Regions from separate parts of the Mus musculus genome. Here region 1 is linked to region 2. Evidence: chromatin contacts called from public Hi-C data. All regions are on one chromosome and are shown on one strand. The core of a region is the stretch at or near the end of the contact, and the rest is flanking DNA. Distances in the headings are between cores, read along the strand shown.

Region 1 (5,617 bases), core at 2,494-4,993, 540 kb before region 2:
CCACTGAGTTTCTTTTGTGTTGGCCAACTACTCCTGAAGCTGACTACTCCATGTGGGACCTGCTCTCGAGTGCGGTGAGTGTACCAGTGAGTATTGGGGAAACACTTATTTTTCCATTGACAAGTAGATATCAATTTCTGGTAGCATCTTGGTTAGGTTGGGACCTTGTGCACACTCTCCCTCTCAGTATTGAGACCCAGTCAGCTTGAACCTATGCAGGTCTTATGTATGCTCTGGCTGAATCTTTTTCTTCAAGAAGATAAGAACAGAGAGACACCTGTAATATCTAGTGCAATGGCTAGGATCAACTTCCTTCAGAGGCATGACAAACTCTCTGACTTTTGTGAGGTCAAGAGAGAAAAATGTGTAAAGAAGCCTTTGAAACACCCAAGTGCCACTAAAGATGTCTACACTTTGCCTATGTCTTAGACAGGGTTTCTATTCCTGCACAAACATCATGACCAAGAAGCAAATTGGGGAGGAAAGGGTTTTTTTTCGGCTTACATTTCCACATTGCTGTTTATCACTGAAGAAGTCAGGACTGGAACTAAAGCAGGTCAGGGAGCAGGAGCTGATGCAGAGGCCATGGAGGGATGTTCTTTACTGGTTTGCCTCCCCTGGCTTGCTCAGACTGCTCTCTTATAGAACCAAGACTACCAGCCCAGAGATGGTCCCGCCCACAAGGGGCCTTTCTCCCTTGATCACTAATTGAGAAAATGCCTTACAGTTGTATCTCATGGAGGCATTTCCTCAACTGAAGCTCCTTTCTCTGTGATAACTCCAGCTGTGTCAAGTTGACACAAAACTAGCCAGTACAGCCTAAATGATATACAAAGGTTAAAACTAAAAGCTAGTGAAACTGCCCTCCTAGGTGTTCAACAAAGCTTGGAGGCCTACACTCATGAAGAGAGAGAGAGAGAGACAGAGACAGAGAGACAGACAGAGAGACAGAGAGAGACAGAAAGAGAGGTAAAGAGACAGAGAAGCCATGAGGCTACTCAAAGGACCCAAACTGAAAGGCACAGATCAAGGAGAAACTTGCCAAGAATTGACTTTGTCAAGGGTCCAAAACAAAACCAGAACATTCCTTTCTCTGCTTCACCAGGTTGAGCTAGAAATCAGTTGATGCTGGCTGAAGAGGGAAGAATAAGGAAATTGTCCCCGAATAAAGTGACCCCAGGGCTCTATGGAACCACCCAGTGTTTCCTCTCCATCCTAGGCCAACTTTCTAAGGAAAAATAAATACTCCGAATTATTGTTGGATTCAGGGGGTGGAAGCCAAGAAAACTGACCAGATAAGGAAACATAAAAAGAAAACCTTGATTTCTGAACACTCAGGGAGGCAGCTAGTTTAGGGTCTGAACCACAACCCTAAGGGATGATTAATCTTTTTTGTTTTTTTTTTCCCGAGACAGGGTTTCTTTGTGCAGCACTGATTGTCCTGGAACTCACTCTGCAGACCAGTCCAGCCCTGAACTCAGAAATCTGCCGGCCTCTGCCTCCCAAGTGCTGGGACTAAAGGCATGTGCCACCACTGCTCAGCTGAGATTGTTCATTTTTAAAGGATGGGAACACAAAGCAAGTGGGGAGCTGGGGAGAGATGCAGTGTTATGCAATTGTATTTTGATATTATGGGTTAAGCAAGGGAGTACCCGTTGAAGACTGGGCCGATCTAGGGTACCTAGCTTCAAGGTCTGTTGCAGTAAATCTCCAACCCAAATAAGTCTGGGAAAAGACAACACAACTCACTTGATATGAATATAAGCTGCACGCCTAGACTGGGCAGATCTATCACTACACTACTATATTTCCCAGCTATGAGATCCCTTATAACTTGAAGTTTCTCCAGGCCACGTGCTTCTGCTCCATTTTCCTTCCACCTCCTCTCCTGTCTTCCTCTCTCTCCCCCTCACCCCCCTTCTCTCCCAAACTTTCAGCTCCACCTTCCCTACTCTTGCCCAAACACAGGCTCTAGCCTTTATTTAACAAATTAAGGTGGGGTGAAGGTTCACAGGAAGTCATCTGATTACTGACTCATTCCTTGTTTGAAACCCCTCCCAGGAGACTGGAATTAACATCAAAATACAAGTAGCCCCAGGACTAGGTCCTTAGTTCTACAACCTAGACATTTGGTCCAGAGTTCAAAGTGATAAGGAAAAGTGAAAGGAAAGGGTCAGCTGCATGTGGTTAATTAGGATATAACAGGCAATTGGTTATATATTTTTATAACGTATGCACTTTGGTTTAGATAGCAGCAATTTCTATATTTCTTACTGGTTAGCAGACAATTAAGAATATATTTGGAGGAGTGGGATAGGTATCCATTCCTAGGCCTGGGAACATGAACTTGTTTGACCCTGCCAGCAAGATGGAGAAGTTATCCTTGAGATATCTGGAATCAGACAACTGTCTCCTTCATAAGTTGTCCCTGAGACTGGGCTTGCACAACTGATTACAGCAGAAGCTGTTCTGCTACAAGGAAGTCCCCAGCTCCTCTAGGGCCTGGGATCTTGAATTTAATTTCTTTTTCTGATTAATGACGTCTGAAAATGAAATGGTAGTTCTTAGAATATGTTTCTTTTGCTTGTTTCTGACACCACCACCTCATCAGAATTGTTGTCAGAGTTGTTAGGGTACAAGCCTGGGTCCCAGTATCCATAAGTACCTATGCCCAGCCCCTCTCACAATGAGCCAATTAACAGACAAGTCACAGTGAAAGGCAGAGAAAAGAAAATTATTCATTCAGTGCAGCCACACTGGGAAGAGGGACAAAGAGGTGTAGTGACTCCCAAATTCCTCTTCAGGGTTCAGACATGAGGCTCAGGCTTAAACAGAGGGCAGGAGGAGCACAGAGCTAAGAGTCCTGGTCAGGATGTGGTCCTGCCCATCACTGACCCATCACTCTCAGTTCCAGTCTCTCCTGCCAGGTGGTCTGACAAGTTCTCAGAACTCAGGGAAGTCTCTAGGAGACAAGCTCCCTCTCTCACTGGCACCAGGCTTCAGCCCTTTTCTTCTCCCTGGAAAATTTAAGGTCTTTGAAGACCTTAATAGTCTGATAATTGAAGAGACAGGCACACATTTCTCTCAGAATATCTTTATTCCTGCTAGGAATGTCATAAGCTACAGAGACTGTCCTGGGAACATGAAGAGGAAAACAGAGATCCTATCTCCCTGCAATGGAAACCCCTGCCACCATTGCTGTGTCCAAGGGAAGCAGCAGATGATGACATGGCTCTGGATAAGGGCATCTGAGAGCAGCCAGAAGCTTGGCAGGGGAAGCCATAGTCTGAACATGTCCCAGACACACAGGACCAGCTAAGGCTGGATCCCTCTTCAGAGAGATTGGGGAGTGAGAGGCTTAAGAAGGCAAAAGGCAGAAATTATCTCACAAAGCCTTCATAACCGTATAGGACACTCTGGTAGCTCTATTCTGTAGAAGAGCCCACTGCTCAAAGGGACAATAAAACCTGCTCAAAGACAAAAGAGTGTAAGAGCCGGAGTCCCAACCAGGCCATGCTCTCCAACATGAGCCAGGCAAAAAAGAGCTTTCCTTCAATACAAATTCCATAGGAAATTACGTCAGAAAAAAACACATTCCAAGCATGGAGTGTCAACAGACCAAAGGGAAAATTGCCAAACAAGTAAATAGGGAAGACAACAACATGGAGGAAACCACGTGTAACTTCACACCTGACCTGGGCAGGGATATAAAGGCCCAGCAGGCTCAGGAGGCTCCACATCTGCACACTTCCTCTCCACCTGCTCCTCTGACCTACTCCATCCTCAACCAAACACCAGAACCATGACCTGCTGTGGCTGCTCAGGAGGCTGTGGCTCCAGCTGTGGGGGCTGTGGCTGTTCAGGAGGCTGTGGCTCCAGCTGTGGGGGCTGTGGCTCCAGCTGCTGTTGCAAGCCTGTGTGCTGCTGCAAGCCTGTGTGCTGCTGTGTGCCAGCCTGTTCCTGCTCCAGCTGTGGGGGCTGCAAGGGTGGCTGTGGCTCCTGTGGGGGCTGCAAGGGAAGCTGTGGCTCCTGTGGGGGATGCAAGGGAGGCTGTGGCTCCTGTGGGGGCTGTGGCTCCTGTGGGGGTTGTAAACCCAGCTGTTGTCAGTCCAGCTGCTGCAAGCCCTGCTGCTGTCAGTCCAGCTGTTGCAAACCCTGCTGTTCTTCAGGTTGTGGGTCTTCTTGTTGCCAGTCCAGCTGCTGCAAGCCCTGTTGTTGTCAGTCCAGCTGCTGCAAACCCTGTTGCTCTTCAGGCTGTGGGTCTTCTTGCTGTCAGTCCAGCTGCTGTAAGCCATGCTGCTGCCAGTCCAGCTGCTGTAAGCCCTGCTGCTGCCAGTCCAGCTGCTGTAAGCCCTGCTGCTGCCAGTCCAGCTGCTGTAAGCCCTGCTGCTGCCAGTCCAGCTGCTGTAAGCCCTGCTGCTGCCAGTCCAGCTGCTGTAAGCCCTGCTGCTGCCAGTCCAGCTGCTGTAAGCCCTGCTGCTGCCAGTCCAGCTGCTGTGCTCCTGTGTGCTGCCAGTGCAAGATCTGAGGTTTACAGGTCACACTCCTCCACTAATTCCGTGGACCAGCTCTCTCCAGACAGGGATAAGAGCAGCAGCTCTGAGGTTCTCTCCTGGGTCTTTATTCTTTGGTCTTGAAGCTGCTTCTCCAGACTGAGGGGGTGAGTCCTGGGGTGGAGAAAAACTCCTCTTGCTGGAAGCTCTTTCTTCATTCCACACTCAGTGGATCAGATCTTCCTCCACTTCCTTCTCTCCAGTCTGCAAGACTCTGACCTCCTTGGCACCTGGCCTCACCTGGAGGCTACATCAAGACCACAGGTAGGTGTCAGGCTATGGAGTTCACCACAACTTGGGGCCCCAGGGAGCTATGAACTCCTTTTCATCAAGCATTGGTCCTACCAGGCCCATCTCTATGTGACCTCCCCTGGGTTTCCATTCTTTCTTATTCTGTCTGGGTGAGCACACTGTGCCTTTGATACAAACATCCTTCAATAAACGTTCTCTGCCCACTATATTTCTTATGTGGTTCTTTGTTCTCATAACTGATTAGTAAATTCTCCCATTTTCTCCTTACCCAATTTGTCCTCTGAGGTTCCTTGTGTTATTCCATGGTGCACTCTTCTGCCATCTTCCCCCACACCCCAACTCCCACCAGAGCCAACCCCATCACATCCAATATGAAGCAGACTGAGCCAGGAAGGCTAGGTCCCCAGCAGCTCCTTCAGAGTTGGGCATCTTTGAAGAATCTGGAAACAGATATGACATAGTGCATGGTTTTATTTGTTTTGTCTTTAGTCACTGAGTCAGAAACAATTGAAAGGCAGCCATGTGACCAAGAACTGGACTGCACTAAGGGGTGCTGATACTTCTTTCATGGGTGTAGCCAGAGCTTCTGCACTTAGCTGTGTGATCTGAAGCCTTCCTTAGAGTATCCAAACCTGCCTTGTTTGCCAAGAATCCACTTAGGCTTACTCGGGGGTGGGGGGGGGTGGGGTAAGGCATGCTAAGACATATGTCTATGTCCTGTGGTCTCTTATTGCGACCATGAGTTAAGATCAAAGAAACTAAAAAACAATTTCTTTCTTCAGTTGCATAGGCTACTTCTCATCTGTAGAAGC
Region 2 (5,853 bases), core at 1,988-4,487:
CATTCGGCTCGCTTAAGACAGAAAGACGTGAATGCGGACATGTGTCCACACCTCCCTTCCCTCCACTTAAAGCATAGGGATCCCCAACAAAGGTCAGCAAGTACAGGTTTCCTGAGAGCCTGGGGCTCCCCCAGTGGTGGCTCACGTGTTCAGAGCAGGACTCCGGTTCTTGTACTGCCTCAGGGTCCTCACATTGAACCTCAGGCTTGTTGATCTTCTGCATGTTCCCAAACTCAATGGCACTGAACTGTATGCCTAGGGGGACAGCTGGTCAGCAGCGATCCTTGGGAACCAGGAACCTGCAGCCACACCCATCTCCCTCTCAACAAGACCAGCTTAGCACTTACCTTCCTCAGAGAGGAATTCATAATTGGTCTGCATGCCATTGAAGTCCCCGCAGAGACCACAGGTATGGTTCTGGAACCGGCTGTCCAGCTCCACCTGTTGGAGGAGAAGGGAGGGCAAGTGAGCAGACCTCGGAGCCCTGAACATCTTCCAGAGCCCCTAAGTCTAGGCAGCTTTTCAAACAGGGCAGGTCGGGAAGAAGGCGGGGGTCAACCACTAGAAAGGTGACCTTCAGGGTGAAAAACCAAAATGCAGTCTCTGAAGGACAGTTAGGGACAGCTCACTGCAACTATAACACAGAGAGCCTCTCTCCAGCCAGGCCAGTGGAGTCTCTGGTACCAATCACTGTCTCCAGCAGCCTTCTCTCCCACACAGGATCCTACTCCAATGGTGAAGTGTGGGTCTCCCACCCTCTACCCTTCTATGGAGCCGCCAAGCCTCTGGCCAGAGGAGTCCCACCACCCCAGAGCCCCAGGATGCTGGTGCCCACCATGAGTGCATCTTCCCGGTTCCACATGAGGGAGAGGCCGGCCCGAGAGTAGACCTTGGTGTAGGCATCGTTCTTCTCAATGAGCAGCCCGGAGCTGTAGTGTGGGGTGCTGACCCTGTGGAAGCCACTATGGGGTCACTCACCAATTCACCATCCCAGAACCCACCCACTTGTTCTCATGAGGGTTCTGCTGTCCACAGGGTGCTGAAGCCATGGGCATTATCTGGGTGAAGTCACTCCCAGACTGGCTCCTTACATGGCCAGTCTGTTCTCATCTGAAGCCACAACCTTACTTGGCCAAGCTCAAAGAAGAGACTAGAAAGCCCTTGTCCTGGGCTAAGTGGGTTTCCATGGGGCAGAGCCAGGCTCTTCAGCCTATTTCCCTTCCTGTGCCCTCTCTGAGCCCAGGACAGGCTCCTTCCCAAGAGTCTTAATGGCAGTAGGTCTGAGATACCTTGGGGACTCAGCCCCCAATCCTTTCTAGGCCCTCTTTTCAGAGGTATTCCTCAGGGCTGAGATGGCTTAGCCGTTAAGAGCACTGACTGCTCTTCTAAAAGGTCCTGAGTTCAATTCCCAGCAACCACATGGTGGCTCACAACCATCTGTAATGGGACCTGATGATGCCTCTTCTCAATATACTCACATATATGAAATAAATCTTTCCAAAAAAAAAGAGGTATTTCCTCATATGAGATGTGGGACCCTCAACCTCTGCCCAGCCCATCACCCTGGGACTGTCCTTTTGCCAAGACCCCACCCCACTCTTGTGCTTTCCTGGAACTGCCACACAACAGCCCCTGAGCCTCTCTTCTTAGGGACCTCTGCCATACCCAACCCACACAAGGCAGCACAACGCAGGCAGACCAAGCAAGGTAAGGCAACACTGGGAGAGCCCCTGCAGGACCCAGAAAGCCCTGAAGCAGGAAAAGAGAAAATCCCCAGGAGGTGAACCTGCAGGACGGGAATGCATTTAAGAGGACCTCATTGTTGCAGAGACAAAGCCAGGGAACAATAGGGCAGGGCAAGCAGCCTCTCCCTTCTGAGCTTCTGCAACTTTAGCCTTGGGGACGCGCTCTGGCAGCCACCAGCCTATCCCACATGCCCCCCAAGGAAAATCTACAGGGGACTCACCAGATAAGAAGACCCTGGTCTACAGAGGGAACCACCCAGTGTTTGTTGAATGAATCTATGGATAGCTCAAACCTCAAACTTAGGCATGTACCAGAGCAGAAGAGATGGTATCCCGGAGGCTAGCTAAATTATACAACTTGCTCTAAGGAGCCAAAAGCATCCCCCTAGCTGCTAGGACAGGAGAGAAGAGTAGTAATCGCACTCACATGGCCCCGTTCACCACTGCCAGCTTGTGGGTGAGGTAGATGGTGTCATCCTTAATGGTGATCAGGATAGACTCTATCTGGGAGTGACCCCCAGCCTCGCCCAAGCCCCGCTTCAGGTGCACAGCAAATTCCTTGTAGGAGTCTCGGCAGTCAGACGCAAAGTTGTAATCACAGAGGCCAGGGAATCGGTAGACATCGCCGTCAAAAGTTTTGTAGTGGAAGTCACCCCAGGTGCTGCAGACGTGGTTTCGGGATCTGGCTTCTGGGAGAACAGTGGGGACACAAGGTGAGACACCCGGGTACAAGAAGGGTTTCCCTGAGTCCACCCTCCAAGTTAATCCCAGAGGTCTCCCTATGAGAGACCCATCTGGGGCTCCAAACCAGAGTTTCTGGTTCCCCCTGTAGAAGCAGTCTCTGTTAAATATTGGTCACCCCTCTCAGTCAAGGTGATAATGTGGAGTCCAAGCAGGTAGAAAAGCAAGAAAGGCCTTCAGGCAATATGGTCACCCTGTCTACCTCAAACCTCTCAAGGGAATCTCCATTTAGCCCCTTCCACCAGCAAGAGGCTGGGATGGGTCCTTCAGTCTTCAAGAGTTCCCCCTGGGACATCCCCCATCTACAACTTTATCTTGATGGGACAGAAGTGTCCCATATGGACACCCAGTCCGTTCTCCAGAGGCACTGGCTTGCCGAAGGTCCTCTATACCTGGAGCCATCCTAAGCTTGGCTTCTTCCAGACATCCAATGCCTTCCCCCCTCCCAGGGACAATGGTCCCTCAGGGGTCCCAGCTTCTCATCCTCAGCTTTCAACCGCAGAGTGGTGGTAAGAGCCTTAAGACCAGTCCCACTGCAGTGGTTCTGTCTGGGGACGCCCTCCTGTTCCAGAAGCCCCTTCCTAACTGCCTTCCCACCCTCAGGGGATTCTGCCTGTTCCCTTACCCAGATCACCCAGCCCCTTACCTTTCTGGAGTTCCGAGCCCTTGGCTAAGGCCAGGACTAGGCACGCAGCCACCAGGCGAGCTAGTGGCAGCCCCATGGTGGCTCACGAGGGTGGCACAGAAGAGCATCCCAGGGCAGGGGTCCAGGACTTATATGCTTAGCAGGCATCCGAGGGCGGAGGACGAGGGAGGTGCGAAGGGTGGGTGGGGCATTTGCCAAGTTATCAGGAAAACAGCTGTGGGGGCTCCATGGGTCCCAGAGAGGAAATATTGATTCAGGTTATCTGAGTTTATCTTTATATGACTCCCTGGGTAAACTTGGCCTTCCTCAGGATGTCATAGCCCCAATTATCCCAATGCCAGCACACACCCCAGGTGAACTAACTCCATTCCTTTAAGCTACAAGCCAGGCCAGACTCAGGTTGGGAAAGGCAGGAGGTGCCTGCTGGAATTACATCCCACAAGGTCTGCCATACCCTTCTCAATGCTCTCAGGCCCAGCCCCACAACCTCCAGCCCAGCCTAGATAGAATAAGGAGCTTTCAAGTGTCCCCCGACTCCATTCTGTTTCTCCACGAGCTGTGTGGGCTGAGACAACCGTGCTTCCTGCTGCACCTCACTTCACGTCATCCAGGGAAGACAAAGAGTGGCAGGAAACCAAGACTCCAGAGGGACGGGTGTCTGACCCCATGTCATGATGCAGAAGGCAAGGAGCAGTGGGGACGCGGGGGGCCACCTGTCTCCGTGGAGCCTGCTATACTCTACTGAGCCCAGCTAAGTCCACTCTCTAATCCCCTTATTTTCCCAGGCTCTGCCAGTCTCTGGAATTACATGTAATTAAAACTTGGGCAGCCCTCAGCCTAGGCAACAACTCTCATTGGACTCGTGTCCCTTGGGTACAAGAGGAAGTAGCTTGAGTCTGGAGAGGCCACTGTGTGAGCATGGGGTCTGAGCAGAGGGGTTAGCCCCAACCCCAGCAGGTCCTGTCCCTGCAAAGTGTCCTGAGTCTAACAATTCTCACAAAGGCACGTGGGCTCAGGCAGCCTGTTCTGTGTTCCTAGCCACAGCTGTTACACGAAGGACATGATTCTTTGAGTAACCCTGGTGACCTTCAGTCCCTGGGCTTGCCCCGAAGCTGCTGCTGCCTCTCCAACATCTGGAAATGCCTCCAAGAATCAGGGGGCTGCATCAGAGTTGGTAAAAACCATAAACATGATCCTACAAGAGACACCAGTGCCCAAGGTCCACCCATGCTGTAGCTGGAGGGTAAACTGAGACCTGGGGAGCAGCCCTGCCCTCCATACTTCCTCTTCCTGAAAACAAGGAATGGTCCTGACTTTGGTTAGAGTACACACAGTGAATTTGGTCACAAAGTACCTCAGGCTCCAATTTTGTCCCCAACTTCCAGAGGTGAGTGAGGAGAGATGCATCGATGGTCACAGGCTCCCTGAATGGGGGGTGGGGGTGTGTGGCATCTCCTTTCCTAAACTCTTCCCCCAGTTCTGAACAACAGCCACATCCTGGGCTAGAGAGACAGTAGTGCTAGTGATGGTACTGTCCTATGACGCCACCCATCTAGTCCTCTGGGGCCTCAGTCCCATCCTAGCTGGAGCCAGAACAGGTTCCACGCACTACAAAGACATCAGAGATAAAAATGATCAAGAGCCTGGGCATGGGCAGAAGCCAGTCCTCCCACCTCACTGTGCCCCAGCCCCAGCCTTGAGCTGTCCTCCCTACCATGGCTCAGGCACGTGGGAAAACCTGAGTGTGGCCTGAGCCCAAAAAAATAGGGATTAGGGAACTAGAACCAGCTGGGCCAAGGAAGCCATTGTTTGGATTCCCTATGTGGGCCCCTCAGGCTGGCACCATGCCTTGCAGAAACCCAAGGATGGACCTGGCCCCAAGAACCTGTGGTTTTCCATGCCATGCTTTCTCTGCTACAGTGGGAGTCAGAGGAATTTTGGTCAGACTCAGGACGCCCAGGAAAGACCTCTGAGCTGAGCTCTGAGAGGCTGAGTCCTCTCTGCATGGAAGAAGTGAGTCCTCCCGGATGGAGGGAGTAGATCCTCCCTAGATGGAGAAGCTGGAAGCTCCCCGGGGCAGAGAAGGTCAACACTGTGTTCCTACTGAATGAAGCGGTGGTGACCCAAGCTGAATGACCTGATACGAACAGACCTCGTGGCCCTTTGCAGGATCTCGAGTGGCTTAGATGAGCTTTGATGTCATACAGCACAGCACATGGCTGGACACAGTGGCCAAGCCACAACACTAGTGGTCAATGTAAGGACAAAAGCCAGAGCGAGTTCATGACCTGCTTCTCAGCTACCAACTTTGGTTGAGGACCAAGACAGCCTGGGGTTAGGGGCAAGGCTCTGCAACAAGATAAACAGGAGCTGGAAAGCCCGGGGGGGCCACACAGAGGCCAACACATGTAGACTGATTCTCAGACACCGATGGATGTGGCAAACACACAGAATGGCTTTATCCACTGATCAACCCTCCTCTATGCTGGGGTCTGATGGGTAGCTGGCCTCAAAGCTCAGTTTTTCACCCTTACTCCAGGGACCTCTATGCCATCTCCTTGCAGCTTCCCCCCAGGACTATGATGAAGCAAAGGAGACCTCAATCCTTTGAGGAAGCTCCTGGACCGTGCCACAGTCTTCAACAAGGATGTGGTGGCCGAGGTAAGAACAACTGCCCCACCCAGTCACAGGTGGATCCTGCTGGACAGACGTCCTGCCCAG

The links. Hi-C and Micro-C count contacts between places; a contact is called where the count stands out from the background.
Region 1: a contact with region 2 is called in a Hi-C map of bone marrow-derived macrophages, with 16 read pairs. The contact joins the promoter of Krtap5-5 here to the promoter of Muc2 in region 2. A contact is called at or near these places in 5 of 39 promoter capture datasets (cranial neural crest, embryonic stem cells, hippocampal neurons and 2 more), 1 of 484 Hi-C or Micro-C datasets (bone marrow-derived macrophages), 1 of 115 datasets of contacts at active chromatin or transcription factors (embryonic stem cells) and 1 of 9 other capture datasets (liver).

Annotation. Positions count from the first base shown.
Region 1 is chr7:142,228,097-142,233,713 of GRCm38.p6, reverse strand. Krtap5-5 (keratin associated protein 5-5) reads left to right here and starts at 3,743. Exons shown (of 1, transcript NM_001037822.1): 1 at 3,743-4,919. The coding sequence starts at 3,803. The coding sequence ends at 4,528. Gm40460 (keratin-associated protein 5-2-like) reads left to right here. Exons shown (of 2, transcript XM_030243138.1): 2 at 4,530-4,558.
Region 2 is chr7:141,687,724-141,693,576 of GRCm38.p6, reverse strand. Muc2 (mucin 2) reads right to left here and starts at 3,237. Exons shown (of 48, transcript NM_023566.4): 1 at 3,133-3,237; 2 at 2,173-2,434; 3 at 836-950; 4 at 348-441; 5 at 146-255; 6 at 1-11. The coding sequence starts at 3,208.